Regions from separate parts of the Gossypium hirsutum genome. Here region 1 is linked to region 2. The links are chromatin contacts, called in public Hi-C maps. All regions are on one chromosome and are shown on one strand. Each heading gives the region's core, a stretch centred on a gene start, on an enhancer-like site or on the middle of the called end of the contact. The rest is flanking DNA. Distances are from core to core; before and after follow the strand shown. Region 1 holds the start of LOC107913666. Region 2 holds the start of LOC107913667 (bifunctional UDP-glucose 4-epimerase and UDP-xylose 4-epimerase 1).

What was found. A called contact is a pair of places that touch in the nucleus more often than the background predicts.
Region 1: a Hi-C map of leaf shows a contact between it and region 2, with 3 times the contacts expected there. The contact joins the promoter of LOC107913666 here to the promoter of LOC107913667 in region 2. A contact is called at or near these places in 9 of 34 Hi-C or Micro-C datasets (callus, fibers, hypocotyl and 2 more).

What each region holds. Positions count from the first base shown.
Region 1 is chrD11:35,775,003-35,779,858 of Gossypium_hirsutum_v2.1, forward strand. It overlaps LOC107913666, which reads left to right and starts at 1,527. Exons shown (of 2, transcript XR_005920476.1): 1 at 1,527-2,152; 2 at 2,571-2,808.
Region 2 is chrD11:35,593,097-35,598,139 of Gossypium_hirsutum_v2.1, forward strand. LOC107913667 (bifunctional UDP-glucose 4-epimerase and UDP-xylose 4-epimerase 1) reads right to left here and starts at 3,162. Exons shown (of 4, transcript XR_001688607.2): 1 at 2,908-3,162.

The sequences.
Region 1 (4,856 bases), core at 277-2,776, 180 kb after region 2:
GCTCACACAAACTGTGGGTTAAAATGTTAGCTACACGATGTTGCTCACATGAGCTGTGGAGAATCCACAACAAATACAAGACCTCAGCCATTGGTAGGACATTCAAGACCAACACCCGAAACATGAAATCCCTAATGACATGTCATTTGTATTCTAAGAATTCTTAAGGTTCAAACGGAACCTTTGCATATTTTTAATCCTTTATCATCATTTTATTGTATCATTCCACACATGTTTCATGAAATATACGTTTCTCAAATACGACCTGAAATATACCAATAATATAATTTAATACACTATATCAATTATCGAATAAACTACAAATCAAGATTCAAAATCACATAATTACTTATAATAACTCATTTAAAACATCACATGAAAATGTTAATCTCTATACAAACTTACCTCGATCACTATAGTCGCAAAGGTAGAGTTAGAGACTAATCCAAAGCTTTTGCAATTCCTCAATTTTGGTCTGGTTGTTGTTTATCTTGATCTAAATACATAATTTCATTAAATTAATTACTTTAAATAGCCTCAAGTAATCAATTCAATCTATAATTCATATTATCATGAAATTACAAAATTACCCTTACTATTTTAACTTTTTTACAATTTAGTCCTTAAGCTCGTAACTTGAAATTTAACCATTTTAACTTAAACCCAAGATAACCGATTTTTCCCTAAGCTTAAATAATCTACATTTTTCCATTATTTCATATAATATACATGGAATTTGCCACTTAAAAAAATTAGTCCTTAAACCTTAAATTTACTAAAATTCACTTAACAAAACATGTCCATATAACAACTAACTTTAATTATCTATCAATTAACTTTACTAAAACATCAAATTCATTCATGGCACATCCCTCCACCTTTAACAGTTCTGCAAATTAACCCCTAGCTAAGTAGTTTAAGCTAAAACGAGTTCAAAAACATAAAAATTACTAAAAACGGATCAAATTTACATACCATGCATTTGAAACTAAGGTTGATCAATTGTTCTCTACTCTCTCATGGTGTTTTCAGTCAAAATTTGGTGAAATGAGGAAGATGATATTTGGCTCATTAATTTTATGCTTAATTATTAATTTACTAAAATACCCATTGTTAAAACCTTTAAAACCCTTAATTCTTTTAGTCAAAACCGTCCATTAACACCACCAAGGGTATAATTACCCAATAAGGCCATTAATTCATGTGACTAAAGCTATTTAATCCACTTAAGTAATAGAACTCAACTTTTTTACCTTTATTAATTTAATCTTTTTTACCTAATTAACCATTTAAACTTCAAAATTTCTTAATGGAAATTTAAGACTACCTTAAATTAACCTTATAGAAATTAAATAAAAATTAAAATATTTACTCACTTATCAAAATTATGTTCCCATAATCACAGTTTTTGACAATACTAAAACTGGATTGTTACGAAAATAGTTAAAACACATAATCCTAAAAATTACAAAAAAAACCACCTAACTTATTCATTGAAAAGCAAAACATTATTAAACTGTGGGCAAAGCCCCCGATTTTTCATTTCCTAAGCTAAGCCCATATCCCAACTCTTTCTTGGGAGAAGAAAACCATTAGCATTCTTAAAAAATACAAAATAAAAATAGATCAAGAAACCCTAAAGACGTAACTCTCTCATTTCATTTCTTTTGCTGCGCCGCTGAAATTCTTTTTATCGATGGACCTGTTAAATCACATCCTCTGTTCTTCGTCTTGGCTTTGTTTCCCCGATCTGTCATCTTCTAAGTTACTCAGAGCTTTGTTACCTGTCTTCTTCTCCAGACTTAGTCCAACAAACCTCGGCACACTTTCTCTAATCAAGTCTCCTTTGGTTTTTAATAACGATGGGTTGAACCTCCAACGGAGTTTCTTCCACCCAAAAAGTCAAAAAATAACTTCCTCAGCCCCATGTGGCCATCGCATGCGCCGTTCCATTGGCTTTTTACAGTATGAACCAGAATTCAATATTCTATAAAATTCTTGATTTTGCTATTATTTCATTTATAATTCCCCCAATGACTGATATATCATTTCCATGTCCATGGTTTTGCAATTTTTTAATGATAATCTTTGAGTCCCCTTCGATGATAACATCACTGAATCTCATTTCTTCAGCAAAAATGACTCATTAGAGGTATGTATATTCTTCAACAGTTTTCGGATCTCTAATGTTGTGGATCAGGTAAGAACACGAACCCATTACAAGCCCTGTATGGTTTCTGATGATAATTGACGCAATTGTTCTGTTACTTTATTGAGAAAATGCATAGTCAAATTTAAGTTTAACTTGTCTTCCTAGTGGGGGTTCCCAGAGGGTAATAATTGTGTTATGTTGACATTTCAATACTTCCTCTAACTTTTTAAGGTCCACTAAGTATGCTTTAATAAATGCCACAATCTTGTATATTCTCTATCAGATGCCTTCATGGAAATATATATTCATGTTATGCCATATTGTTCAAAATGATACTGCTAAGCATGAACATCTATATGCATTATTAAGATTGAATGTCTCCGCTAACCATTGTTTCCATTCTTAATTTGCACGAAAGGGCGCCAATGTCACTGTTATTTGCTGGGGGACTTGTTTTGCGAGGGTGCATTCTCAAAAGATGTGGCTTACAGACTCATCTTCTTCTCCACCAAGTGGGCATAAAGCATCATATCTCAGTCTACGGCCTTTTAAATTACTTAAAATAGGAAAGAAATTATTTTTAATTCTCTATAGAGTAATACGAACATTATTGGGAATTTTTAGACTCTAAATTTTTGTAAAATAACTTCTAGTTAGATCTTGGTCTGCTGTAATTTTGTTTCTCAGCATTTTCAAATCTTCTAAGACATACATTTTGTAATCGCTTTTTATCGTGTATTCTCCTGACTTGTCACCTCGCCAGCTCCTTATATCTGATTGTAGAGTGCTCCCTAGAGGAATGGAATAGAGGTGCTCATAGGTCGGGCCGGGCCAGGTTCGGGCTAGGCCCGGGAAAAAATTCGGCCTGGGTCCTAGGTCCGGGCCCGGCCCGGCCCAAAATATGGGCCTAGAATTTTACCCAAGCCCGGCCCGAGAAAAAATTCATAAGCCCGGGCCGGGCCCGGCTCGTTTTTTAAATAAATGCCAAAAAATTTATTTTAAAAATTAAAACAAAAATAAAAAATTTATTTTAAAAATATTTTAAAATTAAAAAAATTTAAAAAAAGTATTTTAAAAGTATTTTAAAATTTAAAAAATAAATAAAAAATAAAAAAATTATTGTATTCGGGCCGGGCCGAGCCCGGCCCAAAAAAGTGGTGCCCGAGGCCCAGTCCGTTTTTTAATCGGGTCTCATTTTTTTGCCCAAGCTCATATTTCGGGCTTATATTTTTACCAAAATCCTCCCATATTTCGGGCGGGCCGGGCAGCCCGGCCCATGAGCACCTCTAGAATGGATTCAATCTCCCTTGCTTGTTCTAATGGGAAAAGCCTTCTCAAATTTTCCTCCTTCCAGGAATCAAATTCATGATTTATAAGGTCTACAAGTAAAGTATACCTATAATAAATATTCTAAAACTGTAATTTTCCTTCCCTAGAAAGCCATGCGTCATTCCATATGTCAATTGATTTATCATCTCCTATTCTCTAACCCATTTCTGATTCCAGAATACTCTAAGCGTTCCATATGCTTCTCTAGGTAAACGAAGGGTAAACCCCTAGATCAACATTAAGAAAGTCACTTCATGGGTAGTATTTAGATTTCATTACTTGCGTGAGTAAGCTTGTGGGATTGGTAATTAGCTTCCAACCTTGCTTTTCAAACAATCCCTACCTGCGCCTTGGGGATACATAATGACGCCCAACAACACCAGTAAAAACCCTTATCTGTTTTCAAATTTTACCACCAAAATTTACACATAATATTCTCTAATTCCCGACATAAAGAACTTGGTAATTTAAAGCATTGCATAGCGTAAATTGGAATGGCTTGTAAGACTAATTTGATAAAAACCTCTTTTCCCCCAATGGATAAATTACGAATGCTCCAGTTTTTCACTTTTGTCAAAAACTTTTCCTTAATTTCAACAAAAGAATTTTTCTTTTACTTCCCCACCATTGTCGATTATCCAAGATATTTCTCAAGACTGTTGACCAAACAAACCCCCAACACCCTACCTATTTGCAATTTAACTACCTCGTTGACATTTTTGCTAAAGTAAATTAATGACTTTTTGAAATTCACCATCTGTTCCGATATTTTTTTCATAGTCATTAATAACTGGTTGAATGGCTAAAGCTCATTCCACCATTGCTTTTTCAAATAAAATAGTCGTCAACAAAAAAATGTGGGTTATTAACAAACCCCCTGACTTGTAACCTTTTGAAAGCTACAGGGGACACACGGCTGTGTCATCTAGCCGTGTGTGACACACGCCCATGTCTGTACCTGTGTGGACAAACATAATATATTTTTCAAGCCATTTTTCTCACCCAAATTGACATGTACCTACAAACAGCAATGCACATATTCACAAACCATTACAAAGTACCAAAATCATGCACAATCCATCTTCATTAATAATGTATAATCACATACAACCAATATGCCCTTAGGCACATCAAATGACAATATATAAAACATGTATAATAATAAAATCATTTTGGTCAAATGATCAACTAATTTCCAAATAGGTTTGCATCAATACAAACCATTGAATTAACTTACCAAATGATACCAAATATACTACTCAATTACTAGCTCCAAAGCAAAGTACCAATTCACATCAAGTTATAAAACATATATAATATGCACATTCAACTACCATTTCACCTTTCAAATGCATTAAGCAAATCATCAACCATT
Region 2 (5,043 bases), core at 1,912-4,411:
ATGGTTGAGGTCCTGCATTTGTTGCGGATTTTCCACAGCTCTTATGAGCAGCGTCGTGTAGCTAACATCCCGACCCACAACTTGTGTGAACAGGCCCATTTCACAGCTCGTATGAGCACTATTGGAAAGGTTATGGTTACATAGAAAGGCACACTTTGTGTGAGCATTCCTGAGTATCCGATGTTATTCTATATGGTTCAACGGGTAAATAAAGCTTTACAGAGTATATGATTATATGAAATGATCTATGAACTAAAGTAATGATCTATGAATTAAAGTAAGTATATAGAATATATGATAAGTATAGTTGAAAGAAAATGAAGGTATATGGTAGTCATATAAAAGATGAATGGCGAAATTGAAATGTTTGATATGTTATATGCCTTGATTGGGTTGGATTTATATATGCATTGCTTCATTTACTAACCTTGTGAGGTGTGGTGTATAGGAAAAGGAAATTTGCTCTATGACTAAATGGAATTACTCATGGTTGATTAATTTAATGCATTTGGTAAGTTTAAGTTCCTTTATATGAGCTAATTAAGCACTAGTTGCTTATATAGTTATTTTCTTTGTTTTATAGATCATCAGAAAGCTCGAACGGTTGGAATCAACATCGAAGCACGATCACACTCTCCATCAATCCATTTTGGTAACTTTTGAATATATTGAAATGGTTATAAATGGCATGTATAGGGTTGTTTGTTAAATTGGTATGTTTTGGGCTATGCCAAGTTTTGGTATGCCTTAATACCTTTTGTTAATGGTTGAGAATGGTCTTTTGATATTAGGAAAGAAATGGTTAATTGATTTGTGTGTGGACGATTCAAGTGACATTTTTTCAATGTAATAGAAGTTGACTTTTAGATTATTTACCAGTGTGATGTGGGTAAGCTTATTGGCCTATATGCCTTATTGTGACTTACAAATGTTTATAAATAAGTACGACTTTTAGTCACTTGTGAATGCCTTGTAATTTAGATGGTCTTTGGTTCATTGAGCTATGAACAAAATGTTTAAGTGATATATGTGAGTTTGGTATGTAATAGGACTTTATTGTAGTTTGCAAACTTGGTATGTTTGGGTGATGTTCAGCTTATATATGTAATAATGTCCTAGTTGATGAATTGCAAGTGAAAGTGAAAATATATGGTATGTGACATTTATTTAAGCTCATATGAAAGTAGGCAAAGTATGGTTGAATGCCATGCATTGAAACGATTATTTGGAATATATTATTTATGCTTTATTAATGAACTTGAAATGTTGAATTGAGTTAAGTTGATAGGTTAAATTGTGGTGTCAATTAAAGTTATTTTGGTTAGCCACCTAAGTTGATTTGGTTTGTATGCTTTTGGTATATTTTAAAGTGTTTTAGTCATGTAAAAATGATTGGAAATGGTATGAGTTATTGTGCAATGAAGGGTTAATGTTTTGGCTTGTATTAGGGATAAATTATGCTGCACATGGCTTGGGACATGGGCTGTCACATGGTCGTGTGCCACACACGGTCACCCCACACGACCATGTGTCACTTTATTTTCAAGTGAAAGTTTTACATGGACTGGCACACAGGTTGGGACGCGGCCATGTGACCCAAGTCAGTGAGTTACACAGTTTGACACACGGGCTGGGACACGGCCGTATGTCCCATAGTTCAAATGGCCGCATGACTGTGTGACCCCTGTATTCAATTTTTTCAATATTTTTCTAAATTTTTTGATTTGTTTTGAATTGATCTCTTATTGTTCCCAAACTATTTTTAGGGCCACATAGGCTCGATTTAAGGCCTATAAAAGTATTTATGCTATAATTAAGTTAGATTATCATATGTTAATATATAAATTGCATGTTTATTTTATTTCGATATTAAATGTTCTATTTTATACGGTAATGCTCCGTACCCCTAATCCAGCAATAGAGATGGGTTAGGGGTGTTACAAGGGATCATAATGTAGATAAGGAGGCTAAGCTTATTAAACCTAATATGAGACAGTGGAAGGTGGAACTTGTTACCTCTTTATTCACAAGGGAAGAGGCAGAAGCTATTATGCAAATTCCTTTTACGAGACACTCACGAGAGAATTGTAGGGTATGAAGTGGAGAGGCAACAGGAGAGTATACTGTAAGGAGTAGATACAGAAGGCTGCTGAAAAAGACCTTTAATCTTGATGACGAAACTAATGAAATTACATACAAAGCTTTCCTAAAAAACCTATGGCTTATAGACTTGCTAGTAAAAATCAAAATTACAAACTGGAGGGTTTCCAACAATTAAATTTTGACTTTTAGTAACCTAAAATTTAGATGAGTGTTCAATTTAGATTGGTGCCAATGGTGTAAAAGTGGAGCAGAGGCGCTGGAACATGCCTTTTGAGACTACCCTATAGTTAAAGAAGTTTGGGGTGAGCTAGGATTTCACGGAATTCAGGGGGGTAATGGGAGAAAATTTCAAGCAGTGGATAGGGGAAATGCTTACCAGAAGCTCGTACCATCAGAAAAAGCTTATTTTTTTGTATTTGGGACATATGGATATGATTAAATAAAGCCTTGCATGAGGGGCTTAATCAATCAACAGTACAAACTGTATAGTTTATTAAGGCATATCTTAGTGACTAGGATAGGGTAAATAGTAGAATACTTGAGACATTGGCTTATTTGCAGGCAGTTCAAACGGGGCTAGAGCTCAAGTATAGACAGGTAATAATTGAAGGTGATGCTCTCATTGTTATAAGAAAGGTCCAACGCAAAGAAGAAGACAGATCCATAATAAGCCCTTATATTGTAGACATAAAATCCCTTAAAAAAATGTTCAACAGATGTTGTTTCAAGAAAATATCTAGAAATGGAAATGGAGTTTCACATGCGGTTGTCAGGGAGGGTTTGAATCGAAAAGAGTTGACTTACCTAGATGGAGGAGTACCGGAATCGGCAGCAACAATAGTGGCAGAAGATAGTAGAAGTGTTGAAGGTTTGAGAAATTTTCTGGCATAGGAAAGTTTATTGTAAGGAGTCTAGGGATTCTGATTATTCTTGGTTGCTTGAGGAAGGTAAAGAGACATGTCTAATGAAGCTGGGCATTGGGGCTTTCGAAAAACGAGGCTTAGCTGGAACTTAGTTGTTTTTTTGGTTTATTTGGGCTTAGTAGATTCAATTAATTTGATTTTGACATTTTACGGATAGTTAGTTTGTTTTATTTTGCTTTCAAGTAGGTGTAAAAATGGTTGAACAGACCCTAATTATTTATGAAAGTCCAGAGTATTTCCAAAAAATATCGAAATAAATTAAAAGTTCCATAACAATCCAAAATAACTTATTTACTTAACCAATGCTAATTGTATATATTATACTCTACCATAAAGGTAGTTATATTTTCAAAGCTTAAGGTTACGTATCAATGTATATAGCATTACATATAATTAATAATCTACCTTAATTATATAATTCTAATTGTATATATTATAATCTATTATTGTTTTGCGCATTCTCTTTGGTTCAAATCTAATCGTATGCTGGTAGATCTCCACCCTTTTGTTCTACACATATGTAGTATGTATGTATTTGTATCTTGTTAATGCGTAGCTGTAAACTCAAAATTATATAGGGTTTTTCTATATATTTTTACCATCTTTTTACTTAATAAATATGTTAATCTTGAATAATTGTTATTAAAATAAGTGAATTTTACTTAATTATTAATATTAGACATGAATTTATAAAGTATGTGAAATTATGCTTAATTACATGTTTTTTGTGCATATTTTATATTATTTCATGTTAATTTATTAATATGTGATTTTTCACTATGTAGGAGGACCATTGAAGATGTAATTAATATGAATGAAACATGGACATGCACAAATCAATTCATGTGGATGGCAAGACCATGTAAACTGGGTCATGTTTAACATGTTTGTGCCTTAGTCAATCACGTTTTCAATTAAAATTAAGATAAATTTCATTCATACGTGATTGGGTGCATTCAGATTAGCTAAGCGATCCTAACCAAACGACGGCTAGTAGGCACATAATTGAAAAGTGCAATGCTCAATTTAAATCATTAAACCCGACTAAGTTGAGGTTCATAATATCTTTAGTTAGCTCTATAATATTGCATAGTTTTTAGGTTTATTTGATTAAACTGTTGCAAACGTAAATGTCCCTGTGACCTCGCATAAATAGTAAGAAACATATAGTTCAATATGATCAGTAAAATGCATATTTCACTAAGTAAAAGATCCAAGAGGACTTAATTTGGATTCCAAACTCATGAAAGATCGAGTTGCCGTAGAATGTTTTCTGAACATTGTTAAGAATGATGAAAATGAATTGAGTTGATTAATATAATTATCCTAGCCTATTTTATGTTTATTGTTTTTGTTGCTAAAGTCAGTCATTCATACATTTAGATAATTTGCATTTAGAGTTAAATTGTATAGGGATCAATCTTTGCATCTAATTAATTTCACTTAATCTAAACATCAGCATTCAAATTATTTTGTTTTTATACCAAATTGTGAATTTATAATTTTACAAATAATCGATTAACATACACAGTCCCTATAGAGACAATAACTCATTTTACTTACTTATTACTTGAACTGACTGTGTACACTTGCACAAACCTCGGTACAAGTTTTCGATGCCGTTGCTGGGGACTGTTGCCTTAATCATTCTTTGTGAAATTATTTTCGTAGTTTAGTTTTTAATTAATTTCTAACTTTACAAATCTATTCTTTATTCTTTATTTGTGATTTATTTATTTGGTGTGTATAAGCATAGATCGAATCATCGATCTATTACCTGTAGACCTGGAAATTGAGCGAACATTTAAACTAAGAAGACGCAAGAGATTTTCTCAAAGACAAGTCAAGATGGACCTTGAAAATCAAAATGATGGACAAGGTAATGGAGTCAATCATATGCTTAACCCAATCCTATTGCTAATGATAGAGATCGTGCCATAAGACAATACGCTATGCTAGTAACAACCCAATTTTTCGTGGTGTCAGAAATAATGGCTCGAAACCACTAAATCTGACA